Linked DNA regions of Vulpes vulpes: region 2 is linked to region 1. A link is a contact called in public Hi-C data. All regions are on one chromosome and are shown on one strand. The core of a region is the stretch at or near the end of the contact, and the rest is flanking DNA. Distances in the headings are between cores, read along the strand shown.

Evidence for each region. A called contact is a pair of places that touch in the nucleus more often than the background predicts.
Region 2: a Hi-C map of skeletal muscle shows a contact between it and region 1, with 2.5 times the contacts expected there. The contact joins the promoter of CECR2 here to the promoter of HDHD5 in region 1. A contact is called at or near these places in 2 of 3 Hi-C or Micro-C datasets (both in skeletal muscle).

What each region holds. Positions count from the first base shown.
Region 1 is chr8:44,292,394-44,297,627 of VulVul3, reverse strand. HDHD5 (haloacid dehalogenase like hydrolase domain containing 5) reads left to right here and starts at 2,764. Exons shown (of 8, transcript XM_072766367.1): 1 at 2,764-2,915. The coding sequence starts at 2,790.
Region 2 is chr8:44,449,933-44,455,316 of VulVul3, reverse strand. CECR2 (CECR2 histone acetyl-lysine reader) reads right to left here and starts at 3,316. Exons shown (of 19, transcript XM_072766373.1): 1 at 3,107-3,316. The coding sequence starts at 3,232.

The sequences.
Region 1 (5,234 bases), core at 1,515-4,014:
ACCCATCAAGTGCAAGTCACCAGGGTAGGACCAATAAGAAGATGAAGACAGATCAGAGAGGATTTTTCTAGTTATAGATGGTTCTTTTTTTTTTTTTTTTTTTTTATAGATGGTTCTTAATCTTTTCTGGCTTAAGAAGCCCTAGAGAATCTTTTTTTTTTTTTAAGATTTTATTTATTTATGAGAGACACATACAGAGAGAGAGAGAGAGAGAGAGAGAGAGAGAGAGGGAAGCAGAGACACTTTGCCAAGGGAGAAGCAGGCTCCATGCTGGGAGCCTGATGTGGGACTTGATCCCAGGTCTCCAGGATCAGCCATGGGCTAAAGGCGGTGCTAAACCGCTGAGCCACCTGGGCTGCCCAGCCCTAGAGAATCTAAGGAAAACTTTTCCATATTTAAACACACACGTTGGGCAGCCCGGGTGGCCCAGTGGTTTAGCGCCGCCTTCATCCCAGGGCGTGATTCTGGAGACCCTGGATCCAGTCCCACATCAGGTTCCCTGCATGGAGCCTGCTTCTCCCTCTGCCTGTGTCTCTGCCTCTCTGTCTCTCATGAATACATGAATAATAATAATAATAAAACACATACACGTGCACACACACAAAAATACACATACACATATGTCCATACACACAGAATATTAATTACAGTGGCCAGATTGGAACCTCCTACATACTCCTATTTGGTCACTTTTCCTGAAACAATCCAGCCCACTTCTGATTCCTGCTAGGGATGGGCTGCTGTTTTATGGAGTTCAGCCCACAGCTGGGGAAGACTGAAGCAAGGCAGATCCAGATATGGAACACACTGACTGAAGTTGAGAACCTACGGCGATGGAGTAGCCATGATGATGATACAATTCTGATCATTAAGTGTATTAGTCAGATAATTTATTGCTTATAACAACAAACATTTATTATCTCCTGGCTTTTGAGGGTTAAGAAATCGAAGAGTGACTTGGCTTGGCAGTTTTGTCTTTGGGTTGGTTGTTCATGGGGTTTTGGCCAAAGTGTCTATGGGGGCTAGAGGATCTGCCTGCAAGATGGTTCTCTCATATGGCTGCAGGTATTTGGCCTGTGGGCCTCTCCAGAGGCCTATGTTGAGTGTCCTAACAACATGGTATTTGACTTCCTCAGACTGAGTGACCCAGACAAGGGCCAGGTGGAAGCCACAGTATCTTTTATGGCTGAGCCTTGGAAATCAGTGTCACTTCTGCTTTATTTTACTTATTAAAAGTGAGTTACTGGGGCACGTGGTGGCTCAGTCAGTTGAGTGTCCGACTCTTAATCTCAGGTCTTCGTTTCAGGGATGAGTTCAGGCCCTGTGGTGGCTCTATGTTAGGTGTAGAGCCTCCTAAAAAAAAGTGAGTTGGGCAGCCCTGGTGGCTTAGGGGTTTAGCGCCACTGTCAGTCCAGGGCCTGATCCTGGAGACCCAGAATCGAGTCCCCTGTGGGGCTCCCTGCACGGAGCCTGCTTCTCCGTCTGCCTCTTTCTCTCTCTGTGTCTCTAATAAATAAATAAAATCTTAAACAAAAAAGTGAGTTATTAAGTCCAGCTAGACTCAATAGAAATGGAAAAACTCCACCTTTTTAGAAGAGGACTGTCAAATAAATTGTGGATGTATTTTAAAATCACCACACCAAGAAATCTTCTACCTATAAAAGCAATTTCTAGGTAGTTTGATAACAGGAGGTGATCGAGAACGTTTCAATCCTGGAAAGCCATTTCTCCTGGCAGGGTTTATGTGTTGGGCTCTTGTAGGCTGGTTAATGTGAGTCACTCTGCCAGATCCTGCTCAGTTGCAGGTGGACTGACGAAATTAAGACCCTGGCTGCACAGCTGAGGATCTAAGGGTATTGCTCACCTTTGAGCTGGCAGAGTCTCCGTCCATTTTTGGCCGCAGTCTCGCTTCCTCTCACCTAGTGCTAAGTATATTGTAGGTTTTAGCCCCATTTGTAGTCCGACTATGTCCAGGGACAGGTCAGAGGGTCTGAGGGGAGAGGCCTCTAAGCATTCCGAATGGTGGAACAACTGTGCTCAAAGGCAAAGCTGTGTGCTTCGTCAGTATCTGACCCCCTTTCGGGACAATTATTTTCTACCTCGTGTTACGATCCCGCCTCACTCCCCTACTAAGCGCGTCTGCAGGCCCGTGCGTGGTCTCCGCGGAGTCGGCACAGAGCTGGGCGGGGAGGCGGATCGTGCCGAATATTTACGGACAGTCTATACAAGAAGGACTCGTCGCTGCTGACTGGGGTCCGGGCACTTCAACATCAAGAGAAGGCTTCGCTCCGCGGCCGCCCCGCCCGTCCGCCCGAGTGCCCGCGCGGCGTCTCCCTGCCCTGACGGCCGCCGGCGGAGGGAGCGGAGACCGGTCGGAAACGCACGGTCCGGCACGTCCGCAGGGGCCCAGGCCGTGCGCACGGCCCCACGCGCCTCACGCCTCCGCGTACTGCGACGAGGGACCGTGGGGCCTTGCCCGCAGCTCTTCCCTCCAGCAGGAAGCCACCCTCGGCCCGCGGGGCACGAACCTCCGGCACCCCGCTGGGTCCCGGCCCCAGGCCGCCGCCCCCGTCTGCCCCACGCCCTGCTCCCCTGAGGTTCCGGCCAGACGCAGCCTCACCGGCGGCGCCCCGCGCCCGGCGCACTCCGGGTCACGGACGTGGGACTACAACTCCCAGACGCCTCGGGCGCCGCCCGGCCCGAGCGCCCTCCGGCCGCTGATTGGCTGCGCTCGGGGCGGGGCCGCGGGCGGCCGGCGCGGTCTGCACGTGCGCGCGGCGGGCGGCTGGATGGCTGTGCTCGGCGGCCTCGGGGCGGTGCGCGCGGCGCCGGGGCTGTGGCGGCGGGCGGCGCGGGCGGCGGCGGGGCTGGGGGGCCGCCGCCCCGGGAGAGGCCACGCGGTGGACGCCGCACAGGTGAGGACGGCCAAGCCCGGCCGGGCCAGCCCTCGGGCCGCGGGTGGGCCCGGCCGGGGCAGGGAGGGGCCGCGGGCCTGCGCTGCTGGACGAGGCCGCTGACCTCGGTGCCCGGGGTCCCTGCCCCGCGCGTCCCTGCCCCCCGCGGTCGGGGGCGGGCCGTGGGCCGTGCGCCCGGGGGAGGCGGTGGCGTTACCGCAGCCGGGCCGCGGGCACCACGCGCCGGGCCGCCGGCGGTCCGCAGGGTGCTCGGCGTTTCGTGCCCATTTCCCGCTCGGGTTGTGAGCCCCGCACCGCTTTGCGGCTCTCCGGGTGAGAGCCTCACGGTTTCCGCTTCCAGCTGCATTTGAAAGAAATTTGGGAAGTGGCGATGGACTCCCCTCCGGGAGCCCGGAGGTGAATGTGGGTTTCGTGCGGGCTCTTCACTCTGGCCCCGTTTGCTCGTGGGCCAGCCCGTGCCGAGCACCCGCTGCCTGGAAGATCCGAGGGCGAGGAACAGAACTGTGGGGGGTCCCTGATTTGTGCAGGTGCCTCAGTGATGATAATTCTCTCGACAGCTTTGGACGTAAATGTAACCCTGCAGTAAGGAAGCTGAGGCTTGGAGCCAGGTTTTTAAGTACTTTTCTGAGTAAGGCCAAACGGCTGGCGGATGACTGTGCGGGGACTCTAAGCCAGTGGGCACCCCCCCCAAAAAAAAAAAAAAAAAAAAAAAAGCCAGTGGGCACATCTGTCACCCTCACTTGCCCCTGGGCCATTGGCTTTTTTTTTTTTTTTAAAGGATGACTTCCTTTTCTAAAACCACAATTTCTGTATGTAATGATAATTTTTTTTAAAGATTTTATTTATTTATTCGTGACAGACACACACACACACAGAGAGAGAGAGAGGCAGAGACACAGGCAGAGGGAGAAGCAGGCTCCATGCAGGGAGCCCGACGTGGGACTCGATCCTGGGTCTCCAGGACCATGCCCTGGGCTGAAGGCAGACACTATACCGCTGAGCCACCAGGGCTGCCCTGTAATGATAATTTTTAAAAAGAAGATTTTATTTATTCATGAGAGAGACAGAAGCAGAGACACAGGCAGAGAGAGAAATAGGATCCCTGAAGGGAACCTGATGCGGAACTCCTTCCGGGACTCTGGGATCATGACCTGAGCTGAAGGCAGATGGTCAACCACCGAGCCACCCAGGCATCCCAATAATGATAATATTGTACATTTTCGAAAAAGATTTATTTATTCATGAGAGACCCACAGAGAGGCAGAGACACAGGCAGAGGGAGAAGCAGGCTTCTCGCAGGGAGCCGGATGTGGGACTCCATCCAGGATCCTGGGATCACACGCTGAGCTGAAGGCAGATGGTAATTTTTATAGTGCTTTCACAGTGACCCCTCGATAATTTTAAATAACTACTTATTTCTAAAAACACATAGTACTTACTTTGTGCCAGACACTTCACAATTATTATTTTGTACAATTTTCATAACAACTCTGTGAGATAAGTACTGTTATTCCATTTTTACAGTAGAAGGAACTGAAGCAAGGAGAGGTTAAGCACCTTGCCCATGGGCATAGAGCTGGTCAGAGGTAGAATCTGGAATCCAGAGCTCTCTGGAGCTAGCTAGAGTGCTGGCTCTCACTGTTATTATTTTGCATATAGAACAGCTAGGATTCAAAGAAGTTAGGTGACTTGACCAGTGTTGCAGAGCTAAAAGTGACCACACTGGAAGCATAGAATGAGAATATGTTGTTAGAAGGACTTTTGCTGTCATTTATAACTATTGTATTGATTGCATCATCTTTGCAAGGTCCTGAGATATTTCCAAGTGGCTTCCTTCTTTTTGTTTGTTTGTTTGTTTTTTTTCCAAGTGACTTTCTGATAGAGTAGGAAAAAAGGGAAGAAAGGGATGTAGCATAGCACAACATTTTGGAGTACTAACTTTATTTTTAAGATTTTATTCATGAGAAAGAGAGAGAGAGAGAGAGGCAGAGATACAGGCAGAGGGAAAAGCACGCTCCACGCAGGGAGCCTGATGTGGGACTTGATCTCGGGACTCCAGGATCATGTTCTGGGCTGAAGGCAGGCACCAAATCGCTGGACCACCCAGGCATCCCGAGATATTTTATTTTTTAAAACTGTATAAGTAAAAAAAAAAACTATATAAGTTTTCAAAAATCAAAAAACAGAATAATATATGAACCCAATTTCAGTAGTTGTTGACATTTTGCCACATTTGCTTTGCTTGTCTTCTTCCCCTCCCTTTTATTCCCAGCTATAAGATTTTAAAATGAATGGCAGATTTCTTGTCACTTAACCCCT
Region 2 (5,384 bases), core at 2,067-4,566, 160 kb before region 1:
TTTTTATAAGCAAAAATAAAACTACCCATTTTGGGGGGACCAGTTCTGTAAGTGGGAGGTCCTGACCTCTTGCAGAATTGCAGCATGAATCTTCCCAGCCCTTGACCTATCTAAGAGATTACTGCACTCTAGATAAATACAAGCCAAGTCCTTGAGGATTCTGCTTCCTAAATTTTCTATAAATCCATGAGTTCAGCTTGGTGGTCAAGGATAAAACAAGATATTTCCCCATAGCTGAAAACTGGTTTCCTAAAAAAGCTCGTTTATAACTTCTATCACTTGGTATTATTCATCATTTTTGCCTCTTAAAGTTGCAGCAAATTAAGATAGTAGGCCTTTCCAGTTGGCCTAACAAGTACAACTCAGCATGAGAATTGCTTTTTTGCTTGTTTAAGAAGGGTCTTCCATTGTTATCATACACTCTAACCAAGGGGTTGTTTCTCCTGTCAGGACAATAAACTGTTAGATTAAAAAATTAGCTAAGCCAAAAAAAAAAAAAAAAAAATCACTTATCTATACTCGAACTAAAAACTGATGTTTTTCAGGGGCGCCTGGCTGGCTCCGTCGGTGGACCATGGGACTCCTGATCTCTGGGTTTTAAGTCTGAGCCCCACCTTAGTGCAAGACCACATACATACATACATCTGATGTTTTCCATGAATTCCGCACTGTCAGGAGTCATATTTGTTAGAAGCCTAAAAAAGACTAATTTTAATTTCTGATAACTATTAAAAACTTTAAGTTACAATTTGCATTGACCATCTCAAAACACACCTGCCATGAGAGGATCACATGTAACTGCATAAGTTAAAAAGTCACTATCATTTGTTACCTATCTACTGAACTTGTAATAAAAATAGTGTGGACATACAAATGTGCATATGGATTCCAAATATTTGTTCTCATTGCATGTATTTCAAACAGCATGCAGTTTAAAAACAACAGTGTCACTTCCAAGAACCACTCCAATCGAAAGAAAGGACAGTCATCTCAAACAGCCCAAATTATTCACCTGTAACAATGATTTTTCCACTTCTATTTTTTTTTAATTTTTATTTATTTATGATAGTCACACAGAGAGAGAGGCAGAGACACAGGCAGAGGGAGAAGCAGGCTCCATGCAACCGGGAGCCCGACGTGGGACTCGATCCCGGGTTTCCAGGATTGCGCCCTGGGCCAAAGGCAGGCGCCAAACCGCTGCGCCACACAGGGATCCCTTTCCACTTCTATTATACACACAAAATTGACCTCTTTGATCAGCTTACATCTCCTTTTTTTTTTTTTTTTTTTAAAGATTTTACGTATTTATTCATGAGAGCCACAGAGAGAGAGAGGCAGGGACACAGGCATAGGAGAAGCAGGCTCCTAGCTGGGAGCCCGACGTGGGACTCGATCCCAGATCCCAGCTTTCCGGGATCAGGCCCTGAGCCAAAGGCAGACACTCAATCACTGAGCCACCCAGGCTTCCCGATCAATTTACATTTCCTTAAGGAATTATACCAGCTAATACTTAAAAACCACAAGTTTCTTTCTTAGAATATAAGACAAGTTAGAGATTACGTATCTGCAACAATTTAAGGCAAAATCAGTTATTTCTATTTTTCCATCAACAAAATGGGAGTATATGGATTTTGGAAGATGAGTTTTTCTACAGTATTTTTAGAATGGGTCCTTAAGCTATCTTATTATCTTGCAAAGAAGAAAATGGGCCAAGGGGCAAGTTTACCAGCACCCAAGAAGGCACAGTCACAAGCGACACCTCCCACGACAGCCACCATTTTGAGCAGCAGGACAAAGTTAAACTCCTCGCGATTTTACAACAACCAAAAGAAAACCCTGCTGTCGGGATAACTGTTAAGCATCTCTTGAATTTAAGCATCCTGAAATCTGTCGTTTTTGTGGCCCCGTTTGTCCACCCGTATGAGCAGTCATCCTACTTAGATCTTTAGTAAAGATCACGCTTGCAACAATTACGTTCAAACTTTGAAAGCAAACGCGACGACGTCGTGTGAAACGCCCCAGTCACCAGGTCCCCCGACCGCGGAGGCCGCCGGTTTCTTCCCGTTGTTCGGATCCGCTTCGGCAGCTGGAGTCGCCGAGAGCCCGAGCGGGGCCCTCGCCGCCGGCCTCGTCCCGCCCCATTCTCCCGGCGTGCCCCTTCGGCCGCTTTATTCCCCAACACCGTGAACTCCGCGAGGAGAGCGGGCTCCCACACTTCCTCCGGGAGCCCAACGTTTCCGCAAACACCACTTAGTCTAGAGATAAAGGTGAGGCGCAGACCCTAGGAACACGCGAATTAAGATCACTCTGAAAATGGCAGAAAGTGCGGCGGGTGGGGGCGGGGAGGCAGCAACACCGATCTGCTCCCGCGAAAGGGTCATCCTCGTTCCGATGGCTCCGGCGGCGGCCTCGCGGGCAGGACCGGGGGCACCCGGCCCGGCCCGCCGCCCCCAGTTACCTTTGTCCGCGGCAAAGGGCGGTCGGTCCGCGGGCCCAGCCTGGCAGCCCTGAGGGGTCCACACCCCTTCCCGAGACAAACCCCAGAGTGAGCGGCCGGAGGCGCCCCGCGCCCCGCGCCCCGTCCGCCGGAGGGCCCCGGGCTCTCGTCCGTGCTCACAAAGCCCGGGGCCGGGGGCAGCGTCGGCCCGGCCAGGAGAGCCCGCCGCCGCCCGCCGCCCGCCGCCCGCACGGATAATGGTGGCCGGACCCACCGCGAGCCGCCGAGGGCCGCGCGGCAGGAGCGGAGGCGCGGCCGGGATAACGGAGCGCTCAACTTTCCGCGCCGCCGCGGAGCCCCGCCGGGACCCGGCGGAGCGCGCCCCTCGGGGGCCCGAGCGGCCGGGCGGCCGGGGGCCGAGTGCGGGCGCGCCTGTCCCGGCCCCGCGCCCCGCGCCCCGGCGCCCCGGCCCCCGGCCCCGCCCGGAGCAGCCGCCTCGCCCGCAGCCGCACCGGGCGGGGAGCGCGCGCCGTCCCCACACCCGCCCGGGAGGCCGGCCCGGCCCAACTCGTACAAAAGCGCAGCCCCCGCTCCGCCTCGCCCCGGAGGGCGCCCCGCGCGCCTCGTGCGCCAGCCCGAGCCCCTGCCCCGCTGCCGACGGCCGCTCACCTCGATCTCGAAGTCGGGCAGGCGGAAAGCGGTGCGGAAGAGCGAGCAGAAGTGCGCGATGGCCGGGACTTCCCACCAGGAGCGGAGCTCGCCCAGCCCGGCCGCGCCGCCCTCCTCCGGGCACATCTCCCCGGCGCGGCGGCGGCGGCCGCGACCCCCGAGAGCCCCGGCGGCCCCACGCTGCCCGCGCGCCTCGCCCGCTGGGACTCCCGCCGCGGCGCCGCGCCTCAGCTCCTAGGCGGGGGCGGGGGCGGGGGCGGCTCGGCGGGCGCAGGGCTGGGGGCGGGCGTCCCGGGCGGGGGCGACTCACTGAGGCGGCGGCGGCGGCGGCGGCTGCCGGCGGGGCCCGCGCGCTCGCCCCATCCCGCGGCTGTGGCTGCGGCTGCGGCCGCCCCCGGCGCGGTACAATATGATCGTCCCACCGCGGGGGGAAAACAGATGGGGCTGGGGCGGGGGCGGGGCGGGGCGGGGCGGGGGCCGCGCGCAGGCCGGGGGCGGGGCCGCCACGAGGAGGGGCGGGGCTGCCTCGCCACAACAACAACCCCCGCCCCGCGCCCCACCCCCAGCCCGGACAGCTGCACCGGGAGGGCGGGGGAGGGGACGCGAGGGGAGCGCAGCGGGCACCCCGGGAAGCGGGGGGCGGAGCGCGAAGGGAGCGAGCGGCGCCCGCGGGCTGCCCCGGGGCCCTTGGCCGCGCGGGTGCTGGGGGCCGAGGCCTCCGTTGGCCGGAGCCACGGGGAACGGCGCGGGTCCTTCTCCCCCCCACTCGGCCCGAGTGGTCGCGTCCCTTTAAAGGGCCCGCCGGGCGGCGCCTGCGGCGGGGCAGAGCCGGGGCCGCGCACGTGTGGAGTTCGGGCGCCGGTCGTGCCGCGGTGGCGCGGGGAGCGGAGGTCGTGCACCCCAGAAGTAGGCGGCCGGGAGGGATGAAGTGCTTGCCACGTGTTCTCGGACACTTTGATCCCACCCAGGAGCGCTGTTCCAAGGAGCTCCGAAGCGGCTCTCTTCCCCGGGGGGAGGGGGGCTGGCTGAGCTGGAGCCCAGGGCGGTGGAGGCCGGAGCGCGGCGGGAAGGGGTAGGGGGAGGCACCAATCAGCAGCCGAGCCACAGCGACCCCCCAGAGAACGGACACGTGCGACCGCCCTAAGGCGCCGGGCCGAGAGCCCCGCGACCGCGCGGCCGCGCCGGGGCTGCCTGCAGGAGCGCGCACAATGCGGTTGGCGGGGTGGGGGATGGGACACGGGGAGAGCGGCAGGGTCCCCGGGAGGGTGCACGCTGGCCCCGGCCCCGGCCCCGGCCCCGAGTGCGCCCTGGAACGGGGGTGCGAGGCGGGGGCCCCCGAAGGACTGGATTGTGCAGTGCGAAGTCCGAAGGGAGAAAAACACTTCCCGACACTTGAGACCGGCTGGAAGTGGGCGAAGTACCGTGAACCCCAGGTCGCGGCACTGGCCACTGCAAGGGGGTTTTTAGTCCTGGACTCCTCCATGTGTGAGGGCCTTGGCCGGGCTCTGCGTCCACCTCTCGGTCCGGAGACACCACCCCTGCCGCCTCCCTTGGTGCTCAGGTACCCACTGAAGCGGGCACCTTATCATCCTCTTCTACCTGGAGCGGGGTCTGCGCTAGATTGTGGCGTGGGCAGTCGGCAGGTTCTCCCTCAGCTCTCCCTCACTTGACTCTGGTGCCCTTAATAACCTGTTGTGTTTCCATAAAGCAGCATTTAAAGGGGGAGGGGGAGCCAACTTCTTAAATTTAATTGCATCTTTTAGGAGTCAAAATACTTCTAACGCTGGCTCCCCCACACCCCTCCTGGCTCAGAAACGGCCCCAAAGTTAGAGTCTTGTTTCTTTATTACCTCGAACTTTTTAATGACTTAAAATTCATCCTCAAATTCTACTGTATGCTTTCTTTTCTTTTCCCTTTTTAATTTAAATTCAATTACATGCTTTCATCTTTGACAAAAATAAGTGTTTATCTTAGATGCTCCCAAAGAGCAAAGGCTAGTTTTGTGTGTGTATTAAAGCTCTTCTGTGGATATCCTATTAATAGATGAGGTGTGAAAGGGGACAGGAGCCCCTCGAATTAATCACATAACCTGAATTAGATGTTTTCGGACTTTCTCCTCCCGTCTTTCCTCATTTCCTCACAGATCGGTTTGATTTTCCAGAACTTTTCCTTCTCTCTTTTTAAACATTACTGCTTTTCTTCATGTTCATTTCTAATCCATTATATCCTGACTTTTCTTTCCCCCAGTTCCCTTTTGCTGGGTCTCCATCTGTCTTCT